3 separate regions of the Mus musculus genome follow, and all the other regions are linked to region 1. The links are chromatin contacts, called in public Hi-C and HiChIP or PLAC-seq maps. All regions are on one chromosome and are shown on one strand. Each heading gives the region's core, a stretch centred on a gene start, on an enhancer-like site or on the middle of the called end of the contact. The rest is flanking DNA. Distances are from core to core; before and after follow the strand shown. Region 1 holds the start of Gtf2a1 (general transcription factor II A, 1). Region 2 overlaps Gtf2a1 (general transcription factor II A, 1). Region 3 overlaps Ston2 (stonin 2).

Region 1 (4,479 bases), core at 1,928-4,427:
CTGGATAGTTGGCTCAGCGGGTAAGAGCACTGACTGCTCTTCCAGAGGTCCTGAGTTTAAATCCCAGCAACCACAAGGAGGCTCATAACCACCCGTAATGAGATCTGACGCCCTCTTCTGGTGTGTCTGAAGACAGCTACAGTGTACTCATATAAATAAAGTAAATACATCTTTCAAAAATATTATATAAACTCAAAATTGGAAATCCAGTGTGTTTTATACAAAGGGCTATTACAATTAGAAGGCATTCAAGCTTTAGAAGAAAGGAGGAGGGTCAGTTAAAAAGAAACATGATACAGTTTTGCTTGAGCGCCTTCTGGACAGTCTTGTCTTGGAAGTTAAACATTAAGTTCCAGAATTTTTATATAAGATCAGAAAATATCTGAAGCTGGTTGACATACACTCACTGTGACTACAGGGGTGCTACAGCTAATTGAAGAAGTAGAGACAATACACTGGAATGGAATCCTTGGTGGTTTCTTACAGGCACGTGGGCACTGAAAGGGGAAGAGGTTTGGGGAAACCCACTGTGTGTTAGGCATCATTGCAATCTAGACTGTATAGACATGGGAAGAGCCTCCAGTAGTCTGATTGTATTGTTTTTTTTTTTCTAGAAGTTTACTTGTATTTCTGTATATACATGTGTATTCCTGTACTTGTGTGCTCAGGTACTTGAGGAGCTGGAGCCGTGCTGCTTTCAGTCTCCTGATGTCCCCAGGAAGAGCACTTTTAACTGAGGAGCCATCTCTCTCTCTCTCTCTCTCTCTCTTTTTTTTTGTTTTTTCGAGACAGGGTTTCTCTGTGTAGCCCTGGCTGTCCTGGAACTCACTCTGTAGAACGAGGCTGGCTTCGAACTCAGAATTCCGCCTGCCTCTGCCTCCCAAGTGCTGGGATTAAAGGCGTGTGCCACCACGGCCGGCTTGCATGGAGTCTTAAAAAATCAGAGTGAGACTCACTGGGAATGGGCCTCCCGGTTTTTCATGATAACGGTAACCTTAATATTTAAAAAAAACCCAAAATGTTCAAAGTGTTGATTGGATCACAATTTCAAATACTTATGTCCTGTGAATTATTTTCTAGTGCTCCAGACCAGACACACCTTGCAGGGAACTGTTGAGCCACTATTTAGTGGCCAAATGTACTGTGGCACTTGCCTTTAATGCCAGCACTCAAAGAGCAGAGGAAGGTGGATCTCTGTGAGTTCAAGGCCAGCTAGGACTACAAGGATTCTGTGTAGTCCTGGAACTTGTAGACCCTGTCTCAAACAAACAAAAAAAGAGAAAAAGAAAAAAAAAAAAAAAGAAATTAAAGGAGAGAATGGAGCTAATGTTGAAGAAATCCTAGAGTCAAGTGTGGTGGCATGCCTTTGATCCCAGCACTGGGAAAGTAGAGGCAGGCAGTTCTCTGAGTTACAGGAAAGCCAGAGAAACCCTGAGGTGAAAAAAAAATTCTCTCAAGAGAAGGTTTATGTCCAGCTTCTTAGTATGCATGGTCCCAGTCTTCGCTAATCCCCTTCCCTGAGGTCATAGGAAACAATCTGTAGTCTTTCCATGCTCTTCTAGTCTTTGATATTTCACTTATCTGGCTTCACTGGCATAGAATGACATTGTCTGATTGCTTTTTGAACATAAAATGCCCACGTCCACATTACATTTTGTCCCCATATTCCTAGGACCAGGGAAAGTGGCAGTTGTTAAATTCTGCCTACCAAACAGGAATCTGTTCCGTAAAATATTGATACAAAGGCAGAATTTGCTTGCACGTCCCAGGTCAAACTCCCGATGAATTGCACTCCAAGATACCAACAGACTCTGCCTGATCTCTTGGGACAGGCCAGGCAAGTTGATGAGTCAACGGCATGGGTTTCAGATGTGGTTAGTCACTGTGTGCTGGCCAGTGTGCAAATCACAGCACTCTGGTAACATTAAAAACAGAGCAGTAATGTATGTCAGGGAGTCAAATATGTAGTAGTTGTATCCGAGTTCCTTTTCTTTTTTCGTCATTTCTACCACCCTAAGAAGTCATCTAAAGTACTTTTGAGTTGGTAGAGGCTGACTCTTTGGGGCATTTTAGCCAAACCACCTAATAGTTTAATTTTGTACAGACAAACGGCTGGAAACACCTACAGGCGTCCCTAATTCTGTAAAGTAGACAGAGGGAGAACAAAGCTTTCCTAGCCTTTGGACTTATACACAACTTCACGAGGTCTGTCCTTTGCAAGAGGCGCGAACTTCCTCCTCATCCGACCTAAGCTCACGAATCAAAAGATGACTCCGCATTTAAAAACTGTCCCAAGCCCCAGCGCGCGGGAGCCGGAAGCCGCGCCACGTGACCCGCCGTCCCTCCGCAGCCATCCTCCGGGGAAGCCTATCGCTTCGGCGGCTACTCCCACTCCTCCGCTCCACCGGAGCGGCTGCGCGTCCACCCGACGCAGCGCTAGGTACCCTTGATCGCTGGCTTCCCTCAATACCCCAGCCTCCTCCGGAGGACGCCTCCCGGTCCAACCGGTCGCCACCACCACCGCCACGGACCGCTTCCGCCAGGGTGCGGACCACGTGATCGCGCGAGCCATAGGGGGGTGGGGAAAAGGCCGCGGCGCGCGCCTTCTTTACTCCAGGCCCGCGGCCCCGCCCACCCGGCCACCCAGCCGGGGCGGGGGGGAGGGGGGGGAAAAGAAACCTGGCGACGCCCCGGGCGCGCGTGCGCACGCGGTTCTCGCGGTGTCTCGCGCTCGGCCCCGCCCCCCGCTGCCCCCGCCCTTTCCGCCCCTCCCTCCCTCCGCCCTGTCTCTCGGCGGCGGCGGCGGCGGCGGCTCGCGCAGCTCGTTGGCTCGCTATATAAAGGGGAGAAGCAGGCGGACCGGACGGCTGGAGCTGCAGCCGGTGGCGGCAGCGGTGGCGCGGGGAGCGGTGACCGGTGTTGGTTTCCCTCCTCGGCGCCGAGTGGGGAGCGGGTGACGCCCCCTAACCCCCTAAGGGGTCGTGGCTAATTTTTTCCCCCATTTTTTCTTTTTTCTTTAGGCGATTCTCGAGGTTTTTAGCTGCGGGAGGAGTGCCCCCCTCCTCCTGCTCTCCCGCCTCTTACTCCTTCTGGATCGGTTTTGTTGAGAGATTTTTTTTTTTTTGCCCCACTCTTGGCGGGTGACTTGGGTCACCCTCCGGGTCTCAGTTGTTTTTTTTTTTTTTTCTTTTTTTTTTTTTTTTTAAATTTTTTTTTCCTTTCTTTCTATCTCGTTCCCTCTTGTTTGTGTTGTGTGTGGAAATGGCGAACTCGGCAAACACAAACACCGTGGTAAGGACGTGGTGCGGTGGCCGGCGGGGGCTGCGAAGGTTCCGGCGGCAGGCAACGGCTGGCTGGGACGGACGGACGGACGGGCGGGCGGGCGGGGGCGGGCCCGGGCGAGGCGGCGCTCCCGACCGGGTCCCCTCCGCCCTCCACCGCCGCCGCTGCCCGCCGCGGGCCTGGCCGGGCGGGGGGGACGCCGAGGACTGGCGGGAGGAGGGCGGCGGGGGCCGGGAGCGCCGCGGGGCGGGCCACGCAGGCCGTTGGGGCCCTGGCTTGCCGACCCCGGGGCGCGGACGGGCGGGCGATGGCCCCACGCGGGGACCCGGACCCGGCCAGTCCCCGAGCGAGCGGCTGCGGGTCGAGCCCCGCGTCTGGGGAAGCCTCTCGGATACCGCCGAGGCCGGGCGTGCCTTCGGGGGCTCTCCGGAGGTGGTGCTTTGGGAGAGCCTCCTTTGGGGCCGATTTTACTAATCCTCCGAAAGGAAAGAAAGAAAGAAAAAAAAAAAGACAAAAAAATTATGAAGGTTGGAAAGCACTTATCTCGGTTCCTCCCCAGTGGGTAAAATGGCGAAGGGGAAGCAAAACCCCCGCGGTATCTTCGACTAGCCTAAGCACCAGAACAAACAAAGCCTACATGAATGGCCCAAGAGTCCCCGCTTTCGCCTCGAGATTTGCCTACTTCTTCCCGTTGCTCCCTTTTTTAAAAAGGAGCAAAAAAAAATTTTTTTTTGGTTACTTGCGATCACGTAGGTTTGCAAAAAGCAGTCACATAAAAATAACCTTTTAAAAGAGTCACCAACGCAATGTGATCACTAGGCCACCCCATCTCTTGATTTCTTTTTATGACAATAAAGCACAATATTTGTTTTTTTGTTTGTTTATTTTTAAAAAAAATTTTTTTTTTTCATTTTGCCCGGTCCCAAACGCCGCAGAGCAGCCTGCGGCTGCCCGACACTATACCGTTGGCGACTCGGGTCGATCCATCATGGCTGCGGCCGCTTACCCTGCTTTTCAGTGCCTGCGCCTTGTGGTCCTCCTCCCTTTGGCTGCCCTGTTTATATAGAGCCATTGCCGCTCTCTAATATAGACTCTGCCAGGATGGGAAGGTGCTTTTCAGGCCTACGTCACCGCCTCTCCATTTAAACACCAGATCCGGCTTTAAATAGTGAGAGCTGCTGAGCGCGGGGCTGGGAG
Region 2 (4,529 bases), core at 1,900-4,399, 38 kb after region 1:
ATCATAATAAAGATATTTTATTTATTGCCAGCATTTCTTGTATTTTGCAGTTTAATTGAATCTCCTACGTTATGATCTTAGTCCTCGTGACCCAGGTTCCCATCTGTGAAATGACAATGGCAAGATTTTGAGTATGAGATAATTTGGATAATGTAAAAGGATTGGTTTAAAAAAAAAATAAAAAGTACAAATAGCAAAATGTGGTGTGATCGAGAGCCCAAAAGGTTTGCTCACAAACCAACCCAGAAGGGAGAGCAGGCGAACCTGTGTGGTCAGCAGGAGCAGACCAAAGGAGAGAAGGGCAGTTGGGCAGGGTGGGAATCACAGGTCTGAAATAGATTGATTTTTTTTTTTTTGTTTAAATGGAAACTGATAGACTTATACTATTTTTCAGTTTTATTTTTTACTTTATGTGTCTGAATGTTTTCCCACCTGCATGTATGTGCATGCATTATGAGCATTCTGTGCTCACAGAGACTAGAAGAGGACATTGGCTTTCCTGGAACTGGAGTTATGGCCAGTTAGGAGCCACCACATTGGTGCTGAGAATCAAACCCAGGTCCTCTTCTAGAGCAGCCACAGCTCTTAATCACTGAGGCATCTCCAGCCTAGGAACTGTTTTAAAAACAAATTTGCCAATTATGTATGGGTCATGTGCAGTTGATGTAAAGGGAAGACTCTAGAGTGTCAAGCACTAATCCATGAGTGACCAGTAATAATCTCCTTTCGGTAAAGAGCCCACCAATTTTACCCAGTCCACGGAACCTCCACCCTAAGGACGCCATAGCTAGATCTTGTGGGAAACCGGGAACAATTGCTGTATCATGTGTTTTTGTGGGCTGGGGCCCTCTGACCAACTCAAATACATAGCCTGGTACTGGAATTTTTCTTTTCTTTTTTTTTTAAATCATGAGAAACTTGGCAAGAATATTTAGTGTGAGGGAGAAGAGTAATGGGAAGAGAATATGATCAAAGTTCTGTATATGTGTGTGAAACAGAAAGAATAGTAGGAATGCCATAGCTACAGGGCAGTGGGGGCAAGGCAGGCAGGCCTAGTAGAAATGAGATAGCCCTTCTTTGACTCAGTTTATGGGAACAAACGCTTTCCATCTTAGGCTGTCCTGTTAGCATGAGGCTGTGGCCCTGCAGCCTGCTGGGTTTTCTTTTCTGTATTCTTCACTATCTTCATGTCTTTCAATAAACACGGGAGTAAATAAAAACGCCCAGTGTATATAGTTTAGCCATTTGCTTCACATGTCTGTCATCTAGAACCCAAACTGCCAGGATGACTCACAGAAGGCATTGGATGGCAGTCACAGAACAGAAGGAGAACAATGCCCACTGACAGGGTTCTAAGGTGTTGGTAATGAAACCATTTCTGTTGGGAGCCGCCCTCACATTTGCCATTATAAGATGGCGCTGACAGCTGTGTTCTAAGTGGTAAACATAATCTGCACACGTGCAGGGGCAGTTTTCCCGCCATGTGTTCTGCCTTTCTCGTGCTGACAACTGGGCCGATGGGCTGCAGCCAATCAGGGAGTAATACGTCCTAGGCGGAGGATAATTCTCCTTAAAAAGGGACGGGGTTTCGCCATTCTCTCTCTTGCTCTCTTGCTTTCTTGTTCTCTCTCTCTTGCTTTCTTGTTCTTGTTCCTTTTCTCTCTCTTGCTCTCTTGCTCTCTTGCTCTCTTGCACTCTTGCTCCTGAAGATGTAAGCAATAAAGTTTTGCCGCAGAAGATTCTGGTTTGCTGCGTTCTTCCTGGCCGGTCGCGAGAACGCGTGTAAGACATTTCTTTGTGGGAGTGACAGGGTGAGGATACCCCCCCCCCCATTGAAGTCATCACGACCCCTGCCTCGGCTGCAGGTCATCCTGCCACTAAGGTAGTCTTAGTGTAGGGGTGAGAACTTAGGGGAGGTTGAAGGTTAATTGGGTGTTGAGACTTCGGTGATGCAGCTGCCTGCCTGAGTGCTCTGTGCTTCTGTAAGGAAGCTGGTTGATTGGCGATGTCACCAAGCTGGACTTGGGCATAATTCCTCCTTTTGTCTACCTGGTTTCTATTGATTGAGGTGAGTAGATAATTTTTTAACTGTCTTGATAAGAGGGAAGATATTCTAAAGACGGATGTGTCTGCCTCCTCCTTTGGTTATCAGATTATTGAAGCAGTAGTCCTCCACAGAATTAGAATTTCCTTGAGCCCCCTGCTGGGAGAGAAAAAAGGCTGAATCTTGGTACCAGTGGGAGAGTGGGAGAGGGCTTGTCTCATGAAAAGAGATTTCAAAGTTGGAAAGGAGGCAGAGGCAGGCGGATTTCTGAGTTCGAGGCCAGCCTGGTCTATAGAGTGAGTTCCAGGAAAGCCAGGGCTACCAGAGAAACCCTGTCTCGAAAAACCAAAAAAAATAAAAATATAAATAAATAAAATGAAATTAAAGGAAAAGGGGTTTTTGGGTGAGGGAAGTATTTATTTTGTTTTCCCAAAGGGAAGATACTGTGTTGAGTTCACATAAAACTTATTATACTTTTTTAAAATGTTTTTTTATGTTATTTATATGATTGCAGATGAATCAAAGAACGTAGATTTGTCTATGTTCAACTAATATTTGAGCGTGTCCTGTTGCAATTAAAGTGGCCCGGTCGTAAAGCAGTGTGTAGCACATTTTTAGGTTAGTGCTACGTTCTGAAAGTCTTGTGTCTCTTCTCAAATTCATATATTGAAATCCCAGTCCTCACAGCAATCACATGTGAAGTTGGGACTCTGAGATAAAGACACCAGGTTCCTGATAACTCCAGGATGAGTGCGAGGCTACATGGTACTCCACAGTTAGCTAACCTCTCTTGTGTGAGATGGAAGCCAAGCACGGTCTCTTGAAAGATGCTGGGCGTGCCAGGATCTTACACGGGCGTCCCGGCTTCCAGAACAGTGACGATTGGTTACTTGTTTGTTAGTCTTCCAGTTCATATTATCTTGTGATTAAACAGCTCTAACAAACGAAGATAAACACCCCAGTCTTCAAAGTCAAATATGTGTGCGTGTGGGCGCTCCTGCTGCCTGGATTGCTGCCAAGGCAAGCTGTGAAATCCTGTCTCACTTGGCATGTGTAGCAGCAGGGCTGTGCAGGGGTGCGGGGCGTGGTCTGTCTTGTGAGCAGACAAGGGGAGGATAGTGTATTCGGAGCACGATAAAAGGGCCGGTTAAACTCTGTGTGCTTTTTATTATTCACGCCTATGAATAACTCTAAATAAGAAATAATTACTTGTTCCCACTGGTTTAGTCGCAGTGTAATAGAGCAATTTGGCAGCTTCAGCGTGCTAGGCTCAGCCACCTGGCCTAGTACCCCAATTAATAACCAGCCATGGTAAAAAGCAGTGCATGGCGGTGTTGGGAAGACAAATGCAGAGATCCAGTGATTGCCCTGACATGAGCCTTCTATTTAAATAGAGAACTGAGGCAAGGGGTGAAAGTTTTGTGTGTGTGTGTGTGTGGGGGGGGTTGGTCAAGGTGTGTTCTGGTTGTCATCCTGGCACTTACCAGGCGATTGGAAGCTGAATGCTGTCTCTGCTACGTGCCAGTCTGGTTCCCAACAAGGTAATGCTCCTGCTCCAGGGTGTGGCTTCTTCAGCACAGTCTTCAGCATTCTCGGCTTCGAGGTGGATAGTACTGAAGGGTTACCGTTTCTAGAATCCAAGGTGTCCGCAGATTTAGAACCGGGGAAGATGGGTTAGGTTGATTGATAGTCCCTAGTGATTGTCATGGCAATGTGAAATGCAGGAGACTGACTCCCAGAACAACAGACATAGGGGTGTGTGTGTGTGTGTAGAGAGAGAGACAGAGAGACAGACAGAGAGAGAAAGATTGAAAGAGAGAGAGAGTTTTCAAGTAGTTCAGGCTGGCCTCAAACTTGCTACATAGCCAAGGATAACCCTGAACTTCTGATCCTCCTGCCTTTACCTCTCAAGGGATTAAAGATGTGTAGCATCATATCTGGTTTTGTGGTGTTAGGGCACAGACCCTGAGCCTTGTGCATGCTAGGCAGACACTACCAACTGAACTCTCTAGAGCCAGCACCTTCTACTGCTTTCTCATTACCTCTTGGGCTCAAGCGAGGAGTCGGTGCTTTTAGATAAAGCAGCTCCTAAGTGCTTGTTGCAAGAGTGCTGAGGGCTTAGATAGTTTTTAATGTGTTAAGCCAACATAAAATAGTTATCCTAACCAGTTTTATATATTCAACTCAGTGATGTTCAATGCATCAGTGATGAGTTTTAATCTTCCTTATGTTGCCTGTTTTTTTTTTTTATCTTTTTTTAAAAAAATTTTATTAGGTGTTTTCCTCATTTACATTTCCAATGCTACCCCAAAAGTCCCCCATACCCACCACCCCCCCCCCCCACTCCCCTACCCACCCACTCCCCCTTTTTGGCCCTGGTGTTCCCTTGTACTGGGGCATACAAAGTTTGCAAGTCCAATGGGCCTCTCTTTCCAGTGATGGCCGACTAGGCCATCTTTTGATACATATGCAGCTAGAGTCAAGA
Region 3 (4,350 bases), core at 347-2,846, 56 kb before region 1:
CGTAATGGTCCGCTACCCAGTGCCCAGCGAGTGGGTGAAAAACTTCCGCAGGGACAGCGTTCTAGGGGAAAAGTCTTTGAAAGCCAAAGTGAACCGGGGGGCAAGTTTTGGTTCTGCCGGTGCCTCTGGCTCCGAGCCCGTCATGAGAGTAACTCTGGGAACGGCCAAGTATGAGCACGCCTTCAACTCCATTGTGTGGAGGATAAACCGGCTGCCAGACAAGAACTCAGGTAGGTAGGGATTCTCATCTCTGGATACAACCACTGAGACTGCTTAGGAGGTGGAGTCAACCTCCTATAGACTAATAGGCCTGTGTGTAGCATTTAGTTAGAATGTATGGTGGTGGTAATAGGGAGGGGAGAAAAGGAGACTAGAAAGGTCCATGTATAGTTATAACCATGACCTAGTATATGTCTTCTGTTTCCAGCCTTACCATTCTCATCTCCCATAAAATATATTTATTATACTACTCAGCAGGGCAGCTAAATAACTGTCCAGGGTAGCCTCTGAACTGCGGGCACGTGTTCCGTGTTCTTGTGTGGTGTGTGTGTGCAAATGCACGTGTGCATATGTGTGGAGGCTGGAGACTGTCATCAGATGCCATTCCTAGGGTGCTAGCCACCCTGTTTGTGAAAAAGATTCTCTCACTGGCCTGGACTCAGTTTACCAGTTTGGCTCAATTGGCCGCCCAGTAAGCCAAGTGATCCACCTGTCTTTGTTCCTCCTCCTGATGGTTTGTGTGTTTTGTTGTTTTAGTTATTTTACTATTTTATGTATGGGCTTTGGGGCTGCATGCATGTCTGTGCACCCGTGCATGCGCATGCATTGCCTGCAGCAGCCAGAAGAAGGTGTCAGATCCCAAGGAACTGAAATTACAGAGGCGTGTGGCTCACCGTGCAAGTGGTAGCAATAAAACCCTGGTTCTCTGCAAGAGCAGCCAGGGCACTCAGCCTCTGAGCCGCGTCTCCAGCCCAGCCCCAGCTCTGGGATTATCTGCAGGCAACACCACCCCTGGCTCTTTCACCTGACATCACCTTCAGGTTCTTGTGAAAGCATTTTTACTTGTTCAAGCTCTGTTGAAGTTTTGTTCTTCTGGAACTCTAAATTAAAATATTAGCTGAGGTACTAGAGGCAATTCCTTCCGAGATCGCAGAGCGTGTGCGTTCTGAAGAGGAACCTTCCCAACGACCCCCAGTCATATGCTCAGGGTACGTGAGAACTGAGCCTTCCGCAACCAGCTACTGTCGGTCATAATATCTCAGACCCAGAGTTTGGTTTTGGGACTCATGATGGAAAAGAGATTAAATAGCCAGGGTATCAAGATCCAAAGGGCTGGCGTTCCAGCAGACAGAAAGTAAAGCAAGGAGTAAGAAAGTAAACCAACTTCCCAGCCTAGCTGTCCTGCTCCCAGCCAGAGGCTGGGCTACTGTGTCTGAGGGAGTTACTAGCAAGACTTCTTGACTGACAAAACAAGGCAGCAGTAACAGCTTTATTTTTGGAGTATGTCAAAGTGACCTCAGTGGCCCGCAACAAGCCCTTAAACCACTCCTCTTGTCTGCAATAAGCCATGCCCATCTGTTAAGGAAAGTGGATTAGCTAGTCAGAGGAGAAGGAGGAGGGAAAAAAAAAATACTGGCTTGAAACTGCCCATGCCTTCTCACACTACCTCTGCTAAACTATTGCTGTGTGTTCAGGGTGTTGTGCTACAAGTGTGGATTGGTTGTATTATCATATCTTAAATGGAATTTGATGAGATAGCAAGAGTCTATTCAACTCCCAAGGCTGCCCAGAAAGTAGGCAACCTCCACCCACTCACCACCCACCCGGCAACCCGGCCTTCTGTGTCAGACACTGGGTGTGGCAGTACAAACTGAAGAGACAGTCAGACCTCTGTGCTGAAGGCTGGGGCGGCCACCCTGGGTTTTCAAACAGTATTCTGCCCTGTACTCGCTTCCTCCTTTCTCCCCTGCTCAGCACTGGGCTCTCCTGGTGCTTAGGTACTTGCTGGCTCGGCCACTGGGGCCCATCTCACTTGACATTGGAAATGAGAAGCCCTGAATTCTCCTGTGGCACAAAAGCCCTGGGGAAGAGACCAAGGTGAGAGGACCGGGCTCTCAAGCTGGGACCTCAGATGAGAGGCTGAGATCTGACGGATGACACTACTCACCTGAAGTCACAAAAGCACATACAAGGGTCTCTCTCTCTCTTTTTTTTTAAGATTTATTTTATTTATATGAGTATACTGTAGCTGTTTCCAGACAGACCAGAAGAGGGCATTAGATCCCTTTACACATGAACTACCATGTGGGTGCTGGGATTTGAACTCAGGACCTTTGGAAAAACAGTCAGTGCTCTCAACCACTGAGCCATCTCTCCAGTCTCCCAAGGGTTTTTGGTTTTTTGGTTTTTGGTTTTTTCAAAACAGGGTTTCTCTGTGTATCCCTGGCTGTCCTGGAACTCACTCTGTAGACCAAGCTGGCCTCGAACTTAGAAATCCACCTGCCTCTGCTTCCCAAGTGCTGGGATTAAAGGCGTGTGCCACCACTGCCCAGCCAAGGGTCTCTTCTTTTTTATTTATTTATTTTTTTATTTGGTATTTTCTTCATTTATATTTCCAATACCACAGGTCCTCTTTATAGATGAAGCCAAATAAATACACACCTCAAATAATCTGCACCCTGGAAACAAAGATTTGTAGCTTCCCAATGTGTGCAAATAATGTCAAAGTGACTTAAAATACTCAAAAGCACCATGTGGAGAATTTTAGTTTTATGCAACAAAGGCTGACCTTAAATGCAGTTGGAGTAGAGGTCTTCAGGATGAGTAGGTCATTGAACTAAGGAAAGGTTAAAGTCAGACATCAGAAAAGATAGCTCCGAAACAGCGCTAGTCACAGAAACTACCAGTCATCTCCTCGGTACAGCCATGGAGACAATTTTTTTGTCATCATTTTTGGTCCTTGGGCCACTTGGCTCAAGTTGACAAGTGACCTGAGCAATCAAGATGGCAGACAGTGCCAGAGAGGATTATTGTCCTAAAGGAGAGAGAAGAAAGGATTGCTAACCAAAAGAAACGGACTATGAATAGAGGGTAGGGAGACAGCAAACAGATATTCAGCAAATGCTTCTGTAGTGCTTCCCGACAGAGAGTGCTCCATAGACTGAGGCCAAGGGAGTGGCTGATTGGGAGTCACACCCACTATTACTTTACTACCATCGTTATGCAGGGGTCGAGACAGGGCTTCTCTGTGCAGCCCTGGTACTCTGTAGAGCAGGCTGGCTTCGAACTCAAATCCCCCTGTCTCTGCCTCTCAAGTGCTGGCATTAAAGACATGCCAGCTGTTAATTTCTCGCTGGGACTAACAGAGTGTGACACTACTGCCTAGTGACGTCAGCCTGAATGTTAATGCTGAATTTCATCAAGAAAGACCTGTTAACATATAGATATGCTTATCTTTATAACCATGAATTGAACCATTCGAGTTTTAAAATGGTTTTGCCCTAACTGTCCACCACACTTACACATTCGATAGCCAAAGCTAGGAATCCAAGAGAAGATTCGACTTTCAGAGTTCCTATGAGTATTCTCTGAGACAATCAGAGAAGGAAGTCACCTTTTAAAAAGAGAAACCACTGGGTGGTGGTGGCACACACCTTTAATCTCAGCACTCGGGAGGCAGAGGCAGATGGATTTCTGAGTTCAAGGCCAGCCTGGTTTACAAAGTGAGTTCCAGGATAGCCAGGGCTACACAGAGAAACCCTATCTTGAAAAACCAAAAAAAAAAAAAAAAAAGAGAGAGAGACAGAGAGAAACCATTTCTCAATATTCCAGAAATGTCCATGAATGCTAATTAGAAAGAAACAAATATTCAGGTCCCTATCTGAGTTAAGAGGCCTTCCACACCGTAGTGAACAGCTTCCGAGGCAGCGCACCGAGTATGCAGGACCTGGTTTGACGTTGGTGAGATCTGAATTGTATTCTTGGTGCTGCTGCTTAATGGTGGTGTGCCCTCATGCAATTGACCTAGCCTTGTCAGAGAGATCTAATTTTTCTCATTTACGAGATAGGGTTATTAGTACCTAGCTCATTCAGAGTGAAATTGGGGAATGCTTTTCAGTGTGAAGCACAGTTTTCATAGAGATGACAAATGACAGCTCTGTAATTAGTCCGTGGCACCCAAAACAATAGATTGAACAGATGTGTTTTCAGATACCATCAAGTTCTGATTAATTTATGTGTGTGTGTGTGTGTGTGTGTGTGTGTGTGTGTGTGTGTATTAGTTTCTGTTCCTTTCCTAAAAGCCAGTGCAAATTTTTCTGTTAAATATCCTAGCCTTACTCTTTAGAAATA

The links. A called contact is a pair of places that touch in the nucleus more often than the background predicts. HiChIP or PLAC-seq counts read pairs in DNA pulled down with a chosen protein or histone mark.
Region 2: a contact with region 1 is called in a Hi-C map of muscle stem cells, with 1.8 times the contacts expected there. The contact joins the enhancer-like site here to the promoter of Gtf2a1 in region 1. A contact is called at or near these places in 2 of 39 promoter capture datasets (the HPC-7 cell line and macrophages), 1 of 15 datasets of contacts at CTCF or cohesin (the NIH/3T3 cell line), 6 of 484 Hi-C or Micro-C datasets (CD4 T cells, the G1E-ER4 cell line, the HPC-7 cell line and 3 more), 8 of 115 datasets of contacts at active chromatin or transcription factors (the SCID.adh cell line, bone marrow-derived macrophages, embryonic fibroblasts and 3 more) and 2 of 9 other capture datasets (adipose tissue and pancreatic islet).
Region 3: a contact with region 1 is called in an H3K27ac HiChIP or PLAC-seq map of extraembryonic endoderm stem cells. The contact joins the enhancer-like site here to the promoter of Gtf2a1 in region 1. A contact is called at or near these places in 3 of 39 promoter capture datasets (liver, macrophages and pre-B cells), 1 of 15 datasets of contacts at CTCF or cohesin (the NIH/3T3 cell line), 12 of 484 Hi-C or Micro-C datasets (embryonic fibroblasts, embryonic stem cells, granulosa cells and 6 more), 10 of 115 datasets of contacts at active chromatin or transcription factors (the SCID.adh cell line, bone marrow-derived dendritic cells, bone marrow-derived macrophages and 5 more) and 3 of 9 other capture datasets (adipose tissue, liver and pancreatic islet).

Annotation. Positions count from the first base shown.
Region 1 is chr12:91,588,347-91,592,825 of GRCm38.p6, reverse strand. It overlaps Gtf2a1 (general transcription factor II A, 1), which reads left to right and starts at 3,177. Exons shown (of 9, transcript NM_031391.2): 1 at 3,177-3,291. The coding sequence starts at 3,262.
Region 2 is chr12:91,550,766-91,555,294 of GRCm38.p6, reverse strand. It overlaps Gtf2a1 (general transcription factor II A, 1), which reads left to right. Exons shown (of 9, transcript NM_031391.2): 9 at 1-33. Among named protein-coding and RNA genes, the nearest start is that of Gm40541, 16 kb to the right of the region's middle. Within about 2 kb of position 3,149, at least 73 of the 459 cell types and tissues checked have an H3K27ac peak or open chromatin away from gene starts, as enhancers often do. A contact at or near this core is called in muscle stem cells, where this site is marked.
Region 3 is chr12:91,643,112-91,647,461 of GRCm38.p6, reverse strand. Ston2 (stonin 2) reads left to right here. Exons shown (of 7, transcript NM_175367.6): 5 at 1-230. Among named protein-coding and RNA genes, the nearest start is that of Gm16876, 37 kb to the left of the region's middle. Within about 2 kb of position 1,596, at least 32 of the 459 cell types and tissues checked have an H3K27ac peak or open chromatin away from gene starts, as enhancers often do. A contact at or near this core is called in bone marrow-derived dendritic cells, extraembryonic endoderm stem cells, granulosa cells and 2 more, where this site is marked.